Regions from separate parts of the Mus musculus genome. Here all the other regions are linked to region 3. A link is a contact called in public Hi-C and promoter capture Hi-C data. All regions are on one chromosome and are shown on one strand. The core of a region is the stretch at or near the end of the contact, and the rest is flanking DNA. Distances in the headings are between cores, read along the strand shown.

Region 1 (2,700 bases), core at 101-2,600, 250 kb before region 3:
TAACAAGCAAGGAGTTTTCTTATAAATACTTGCCTTTCACTTCAGGAATCACTTAGGGACTGTCCCTCTCGCTGCTGCTGTTCCTCAGAACTGTGCAGAATATTAACAGGACAGGAAATGCACATAGGAAGATGTTAAGATGCTCAAGGGAAAGAATTGCCAGCTGTGGTGCTATAAGCTTATAATCTCGGTCAGGAGTTCAAGTATATCCCTGGCTACATAGCAGTTAGAGGCAAGTCTGGGCTACCATTGCTTCAACCATCTCCCACAAGAAGGGTAGAAATACGGCAGAAGAGGACAACAGAAATCAGAAGCCTTTCTCAAATGCATTCCAGAAAACTGAGTAGCAGAATACGATACAGTAACCAAGTAGAGTGCTCACACAACCCTGAGAGAGATCAATGAAAGTGGGCGGCTCCAGATCCATCACCTTCCATTGGGCCCCTGGTTTCCTTTGAGGTGGCTCATGATTTATAACAAGATTTACTGTGAGGTAGCTCACAAGAGGTTTGCTTTTTTGGGATTTGTTTGTTAACGAGAAAAATAAGAATTCTCAAGAAGAATGTAATATAGATTCTCTTTTAAATCCTCAACGTTGTGAAGTTGAGCTTTTAATAAAGGGGAAAACAGACTTCAGACCAGAGAAGCATTACAGAGGTGGTGAGTTTTATTTAATCTCTTACCAGCTTAAAAAAAAAAAAAAAAAAAACCACAAGGGCTGAAGAGATGGCTTACGGTTAAGAGCACTGACTATTCTTCTGAAGGTCCTGAGTTCAAATCCCAGCAACCACATGGTGGCTCACAACCATCTGTAATGAGATCTGATGCCCTCTTCTGGAGTGTCTGAAACAGCTACAGTGTATTTACATATAATAAATAAATAAATAAATCTTTTTTTAAAAATCACCTTTAAATAAAACTAAAGCAGCCGTATGTGGTAGAGCAGGAACAAGGATTACTCACAGGGCATCGGTCATTTGTGCTAGAAGATTCTTCTTGGGTGGGAGGGTTTTTTTTGTTTTTTTTTTTTTGTTTTTTTAGGGGGCCTGCTTGTTGAACTCATGAACTTGTACAAGTTTATATTTAGCCAACTTCTATCCTCACACCTGTCCGTTCAGGCATTAGTCTTAAGCGCATGTAAAAGCAAATGAATACATCTGTGCAGCAATGGGTAAAAATAACCGGAACTATTCCTGTAACACGATCAAAGATCTCTGACCAAGACCAAGATCTTATTTCATAGCATAAAGTGGCCGAATTAGATGTTTCCTCACGTTCGGTGATGCGTTGGTCTCATTCACTGTGGATAAAATAGCTGACCTCCATTCCAGAAAGATGTGTGCGCAACTAAAGTTAACCAGTTTCATTGCCTCTGACGCAAACCTTCTGAATGTGCTACCATCACAGAGACCAAGGGTTGATTCCTGCCTGAGGAGGGATATTTAAAGCAGAGGCGCTGTATGAGCATCATGCATGGCAGCAGTGGCCCCCAACACGTGGGAGGCAACCCCTTTGGGGGTTGAATAACCCTTTCACAAGGGTTGCCTATCAGATATCCTGCATATCACATATTTACATTACAGTCCAGAACAGCAGCAAAATTGCAGTTATGGAGTAGCAACTGAGATAATGGTATGGTTGGGGACCACCACAGCCTGAGGAACTGTATTAAAGGGTCACTGTGTCAGGAAGCTTGAGAACCACTGATTTACAGGATGGTTATCTGATCCCCAAACTCAAAATATGAACTGTTCCCAAGTGTCAACCTTCTTAGTCACCAACATAATGCCCCGTGTGGGTTTTATCTTTCAAAAATGAGTATTATCCCCTCAGGCTGTGCATACAAGCTATGGAGAGACGTCAATGAGCCTTGAGTTCCCACTCAAGTCACCCACCCAGAGTGCCACATCCACTCCACCTCAGCCACACACTTCTGCTCCTGCAAGTTGAGTTCTGTGTCTTTTCAACTCCAGAATTCTTCATGTTGTAGTTACGTGTCACTAAAATTACATAATGGCATAGGAATAGAAAGAGTGAATTATTATAATGGTACAAAATAATATTTTTTACTGAGATGTTTTGGAAAAACTCACCAGTGTTAAAATATGGTAAAAGATTGTGAAGATGATTTCACAATCCAAGTTTGGAAATGAGCAATGAGGTCTCACAGAAGTGGGTTAGGTTAAAACTGGCTTTAGACCATTGCCAGTGAACTTATTATAGTGAAGGCTTCTAAATGCAGTTATGTGTATTAAGGTTACGATGAAAGCATAACGTTTTCAATGTGTTATAACTTTGGTCTACAACGTATTAAAGGCTTGGTCTCTGGCCTGGTGTTATTGGAAGGTGGCGGCAGCTTTAAGAGGTAAGGGCTGGTGGGAAATGTTTTGGTTATTGACAGGTGCCCTTAATAGGGGTTCTGGAACTCCAGGCCTTGCCTCTTCCGTTTCCTGACCAATATATGGTGATCACTTGCTAAACCACATTCTGCATGCCCTGTGGTGCTCCTCCACCACAGGCCAAAAAGTGAATGGGTCAACTGGCCTTGAACAGAAACTTCCAAAACCATGAGCAATTATAACCATTCCTCCTTATAAATTGATTGTCTCAGATATTTTCTAAGTGTTGTACAAACTAACATACATTGTAATGATGTCTTTTTATTTCTTAACTCATTGTGCTAATAATTTTATTAACTGT
Region 2 (2,700 bases), core at 114-2,613, 200 kb after region 3:
GGATTGAACCCAGAGTCTCACAGATGCCATAGCACTGAGCCACATCTCTAGCCCCTGGATGTAAATTTCCAAACAGCTTACAGAGAGGGCTACAAAGAAATAACAGTGAGACAGGTGTCACGGCTTCTACCTTTAGCCCTATGACTCCAGAGGCAAAGGCAGATAGAATCCCTGTGAGTTCAAGGCCAGCCTGGTCTACATAGCAAGTTCTAGGTCAGGCAGAGTGAGATAATGAGACTCTGTCTGGGAGAGAAAACAAAACAAGAGGCAAAGGAAAACAAAGCGCTAGTGAGTTCTACACACAGTACACACACACACACACACACACACACACACACACACACGCACACACACACACACATACACACACAGAGTCTGTTGTCCCCAGGCTCCTGTTCATGGACTTTGCCGTCTTTACGACATGACTTCTGTTCTCATGGTCCTATGTTGCCTCTGGAGTCATTCTAGAAGAGAGAGGAGACAAGAGAGAAGACAGCAGAAAGGGGGAGTGATACTCCCTGTACCCCAAGGAGAGCAGCTGTTTAATCAAACCCCAGTGCCTTGGTCTTTTGGGAATGGTAACCACACTTTCTAGTGGCTTTGAAGGCCCTAGCTTCCCGTGTTGATGATCCAGTTCCCCAGTCGAGCCCAGCAGGGCTGTTTTGGAAGAGAGACATTTATCAGCTTTTTCTTTCTGATGTAACAACACCATGTCTTTTCACGTGCAGTTACTACCTCCCTCCCTCCCTCCCTCCCTCCCTCCCTCCCTCCCTCCCTCCCTCCCTCTTTCCCTCCCTCTCTCCCTCCCTCCTTCCTTTCATCCCTCCCTTTTCTGTTTCCTTTTCCTTTTCTCTTTAGTTTCCAGTCTCTGTCTCTCAAAAACAAACAAACAAAAATCAACCAAAGAAACAAAATGAAACAAAATCCCCAAACTCCAACAACAACAACAACAACAACAAGAAGCACCTTCATTTTCAGGTCCCAATATAATCTTTTCTCAAAGCCTTTTAATATTCTATTGAATTTGGAGTGGGTTTTCCCTCCCTTGATTCTCCCTAGATTTTTGTAGTACTATTTTAACCATCTTTTGTCATAGTTACCTGTAATCGTCTGTAACCCCCCTAATAACTCCTCACCATCGGTTGCCAGGCCCTCTGCGGAAGTCACAGCCGTCACAGAACCGTGTATGGGAACTTAAACTTGAAGAAGTTTTATGACTCACAGTCTGAGGGAGGGAACATGGTCAACAATGGCGGGAAAGGCAAGCCACAGAAATGGCTCACGGCAGTAGTATCAGAGAGTCTCATGGGGCTTAGATTGACCACCAGTAGTCAGTAAGTAGAAGACACTGGTCCAGACTGGTCCAGAAAAGGTTCATGATACAACCCCCAGAACTTCACTTCCTCTAGTGAAATTCCACCTAAATAAAGGTCTTACAATTTCCCCAAATGCCAACACTAACTGGGAACCACATGATCAGACACATGAGTCAGTAGGGAGATTTTTTTACATGGACTCTGTAGGGCTAGGGTGAGGGCTGAAGTTAAGGACTCTGGCTTAGACTGTGAGGGCAGCATCACCCCCAATTCCCATCTTTGTCAGCCGCCCCACATCTACTGGATTGCTTCAGATCTAGGGTGGCATGGAGACTTCTGTTTTGTTCCCCACCTTAACAGAGAAAGGACAAGCAAAGTGTGGGTTCTAGGCTGCTGCTGCTGGGCCTGGCACTGATCGACAGGCTCTGGAAACTGCAGGTTCTGTATCCCAGGCTGTGAGCGCTTGGCTCAAGTTCCGCAGTGCTCTTTGTAGAGGTTTCCTGCGAAGAGTGCTTGCAACCACAGAGCCATCTCCCTCACTCCACTCCCCCTGTTCTTCTTTGACTCTTCTGGCTAGTCTTCTGGGAATTGGGTTTCATAGAGCAGTGCTCACCAGGTCTCTCCACCCTCGCCTGCTCCCCCGGGCTTTCTGTTGCCTCCCTTGCTAGTGGAAACAGCTCTCTAAGTAAGCGCACCTTTCTGACCTGTGGTGACCTTCCAAGGGGGCACAGCCGCCTGCTTTTTAGTACCATCTGCTCTGCAGACTGTTGAGAGCAGCGGTCCTCATTCCATTACACAGAGCCCACCTTTTGTGACAGTCACGCTCTGATCCATTTCACAAGTGGCTTAAGTCATTTATGTCGTTTTTGTTTTACTCACTCAGGGATCGAGAGGGTAGACCTCTTTCTTCATCATCCTGAACCGCATTTCACACCTCAGACTGACTCTCAGAACCAGCCAAATACAGGACTTGGCTCTCAGATGGCTGTCTGTATGCTGTGATCTTGAGGGTGGGAGAGACAGGGTCTAGCCAAAGATGGGGATTACCTTCAAAAAGGGCCAGAAGGCTGTTTCTCATTTGTTCATTAAAGAAAACAGGTGCCAAGTAGGTTCCCTTTTTACAAATGCTTCTTGTAGAGATCATTTGAATAAAACTTGCGGTGTAATAGAAGTAGTTGCTCTAGGCTCCAGTTTTGACTGATTTCTGTTGGTTCTGCAGGTCTGTGTGGGCCACACAGGGGTTTCGGGGAGCGGTAACTATCCACGGCAGGGTGTCTTGATGCTGGTGGTGCTTTGTTGTTTTTAGAGTTGCTTTTATTTCCAGTATATGAGTGTTTTCCCTGACGTTATGTATGCGCACCACGTGTCTGCCCCGTGCCCGAGG
Region 3 (2,700 bases), core at 75-2,574:
GGCGTCCCCAACCCCACCCTCCAGGTACCAGCCATAGCACAGGTGTAGCATAGAATAATTTGGAGGCATGAGAAGGGGAGTTGAGAAGGGGGTACAGACAGAGACAGAGAAGAGGAGGGGGAGAGAACAGGGGGCAGGGGGCCAAAGAGCCACTTTTATAGCAAGACAGGTCTACCTATTGGGCGGAGTCTAGAAGGAATACTAACAATTATTTGTTGGACTGTCTCTTTTCAGATATTCCCATGCTAGGTGGCCTCTTAGGTGATATATGTTAGATTTCCTTGGCCCTGTTTGGAGCCCTCTTCCATTTTAGCTACATCTCAATAAGACATTCCTCCGCTCGATGCTAGCATACCCAGGGGAGGGTCAGACGTTCCAGGATGAGTGAGCCCCTTGGCACTGAATTCAGTTCCAAATCAAACACCCCGGTGGGTGGGTCTGAAGTTTGAGGAACAGGAACACAGGGATTACCAACCATGAGCCATTTAAAGACTTGCAGGAGGAGTCTCCGGAGTAGCGAGGTCAATGTGTTGACCAACTCATTATTCTCATAGCTTTATTCATGTTTTTGTGGTGCCAGACATCAAACCCAGGGTCTCAGGCATGCTCTAGCACCAAGCTCCATACCCAGCCCTCAATCCTATGGCTTTATACTCCTATCTAGCCCAACCTTTACTCTCTAAACAAATCTCTCTACCTTCATTATATCGCCGCTTGCGTGTCTCAGGCGAATCCCCAAATCAACAGCTCCTGAATGGAATCCATTCCCACCCTTACCAGACAACTTCTAACCTGCTCTATCAGTCTTTCCTCTCCTGTAGGTTGTTGACTAACCTAGTCAGTCGACAAAGCCACACCCGGAACGTTCTCCTTTCAGCTCCTACATCTATCAGATCCATTGGTTGAGAAAGCTTCTCTAGGTTTCATTTCAAATATATCAGTCCTGGGCCCCTCATTTGAATTCTCTGGCATTTTGTCTTCTCTGAGAAAACTTAATTGATCCATTATGAAAAACACATTCATCCATTTGGTTTGGAGCTGAATTTGGTGCCAATAGGCTCATAAATTTTAGAGAATGTTAATATTCTCTGAATAATAGTATAACATTGGTTTTGATGTTATTTTAAATAGTTCCTGCTACTAAAATCGGGAGGGTAGCGATTTTGTTGTCTGGGCACCTTTGGGAATCCTGAGTCCAAGGGGCCACAACAAATGCAGCCTGGCCACAGCTGCCCGCCCCGCCTTCTTTCTGCAACTAGGGCTACTTTCCTGGCAGAGACTACAACTCCCAGAGTGCCTCGCGCGCGTATAGCGCGCGCTGGACGGCGCCTTTAGGACCCAGATTGAAGCAAGATGGCGAGCGCGCGGTGAGTAGCCGTGGAGGTACCGCTGCCCTCTCCTTACAGGCCCGGAAGGCTTGTCCGTAGGCATTGAGGGCTTTAATGTCTGTCGTTGGAGGCAGGACGAGGCTGCCGGTGTCCCCAGGCTCCATCTTGCAGAAGGGCCGGCGTGTGGTTGCGCCCTTCCTGTAGCACACCTCGGCGTGCATGCGGGCGTCAGCCTGCACCAAGTTGACCTTGCGACTCCTTAGACTCCTCCTGATTCAAGTCTTTGAACCGGCTCCTGGGTGGTAGTCCCTGTATTACTGTTGCTCGAACTTCAGCCCCACCGGGGTGTTTGGTTTGGAACTGAATTCCGTGCCAAGGGGCTCATCCTGGAAAGTCTCTCTTTGGAGCAATAGTTTGACCCTCCCCTGGGTATGCTAGCATGGAGCAGAGGAAGGTCCCCACAAACGTTTTGATTTTGGACTTGTAATCAGAAGACGTGGGTTTTCTTTCCGTGCATGCCACCAGTTAGACAGTGAACTACCAAAATAAAGCATTTGACTTTTCTCAGCCTTCGTTCCCAATAAACTGAAAGAGCACAGAATATTAAGAAAGTGGGTTGCAAGGCATAAATAACTAGCTGAATGAACTCAGGGTTTGCCATTCGCGGCGCTCTTAGGATGTCTGGCATCTGCGTGCAAATAAAGAGAGCCCTATCCTAATCCCTTTCCTGCCTATAGAGGGTCACTGAGACCAATAGAGAATAGGGGCACAGTAATTACCGTTTATTTACACCATCTCATGAAATTTGTGGTTGCTTCTTGAAGTTTACCACTGAAGAATTGGAAGGTCGTTTAGTTAATGACTTGCCTCAAATCTTCCAGTTTGTAAGTGAGCAACACTAAAGTCTTTGGAAGCAAGTCCTTTTAAATTTTCATGATTCGAAATAAATATGCTTGCTGCATCTTTAAATGTTATGTGACAGGAGATGAGATAGTGACATCGATGGGTTCCTCTTAAGTTTTTCATGTTGAATATTTAGTTTCATCAGAAACAGCATTACTGTAAGTGATAGGATCCTATGGGTGGGACTTGGGAGCTAGAATGTAGACTCACTAGCATTTGAGGAAGAGTTTGCAGCGTGTATTATGTGTGAGTGACTTTCTAATTACGTATTCTGCTAAGCACTCAGTAAGTGAAGCCGACTGTGCAGAGTCCTGAGAAAGTTGCACTTAAGAGAAATGATAGCGGAATAGTTGCTCTGTTTCTCATATTTTGATCTCAGTGACTTTGTCCTGTTGTTAAACTGGAACGGCCAGGTTTAAAAGCCTTGTTTTCAAATGATGAGCACTAGCTAATGGTTCCTACCTTGATG

What was found. Promoter capture Hi-C pulls out the DNA fragments that hold promoters and counts their contacts. A called contact is a pair of places that touch in the nucleus more often than the background predicts.
Region 1: a contact with region 3 is called in a Hi-C map of myocytes, with 2.0 times the contacts expected there. The contact joins the enhancer-like site here to the promoter of Mrpl42 in region 3. A contact is called at or near these places in 1 of 484 Hi-C or Micro-C datasets (myocytes) and 1 of 9 other capture datasets (pancreatic islet).
Region 2: a promoter capture Hi-C map of macrophages shows a contact between it and region 3, with 5 read pairs. The contact joins the enhancer-like site here to the promoter of Mrpl42 in region 3. A contact is called at or near these places in 1 of 39 promoter capture datasets (macrophages), 1 of 484 Hi-C or Micro-C datasets (the G1E-ER4 cell line), 6 of 115 datasets of contacts at active chromatin or transcription factors (the 230-238 cell line, effector CD8 T cells, embryonic stem cells and 1 more) and 2 of 9 other capture datasets (adipose tissue and liver).

What each region holds. Positions count from the first base shown.
Region 1 is chr10:95,752,326-95,755,025 of GRCm38.p6, reverse strand. No RefSeq gene overlaps it. Among named protein-coding and RNA genes, the nearest start is that of 4732465J04Rik, 19 kb to the left of the region's middle. Within about 2 kb of position 1,350, at least 3 of the 459 cell types and tissues checked have an H3K27ac peak or open chromatin away from gene starts, as enhancers often do. A contact at or near this core is called in myocytes, where this site is marked.
Region 2 is chr10:95,299,149-95,301,848 of GRCm38.p6, reverse strand. All of the region lies in intron 2 of Cradd (CASP2 and RIPK1 domain containing adaptor with death domain), which reads left to right. Among named protein-coding and RNA genes, the nearest start is that of Cradd, 23 kb to the left of the region's middle. Within about 2 kb of position 1,363, at least 57 of the 459 cell types and tissues checked have an H3K27ac peak or open chromatin away from gene starts, as enhancers often do. A contact at or near this core is called in the 230-238 cell line, effector CD8 T cells and macrophages, where this site is marked.
Region 3 is chr10:95,500,573-95,503,272 of GRCm38.p6, reverse strand. Mrpl42 (mitochondrial ribosomal protein L42) reads left to right here and starts at 1,324. Exons shown (of 6, transcript NM_001359476.1): 1 at 1,324-1,367.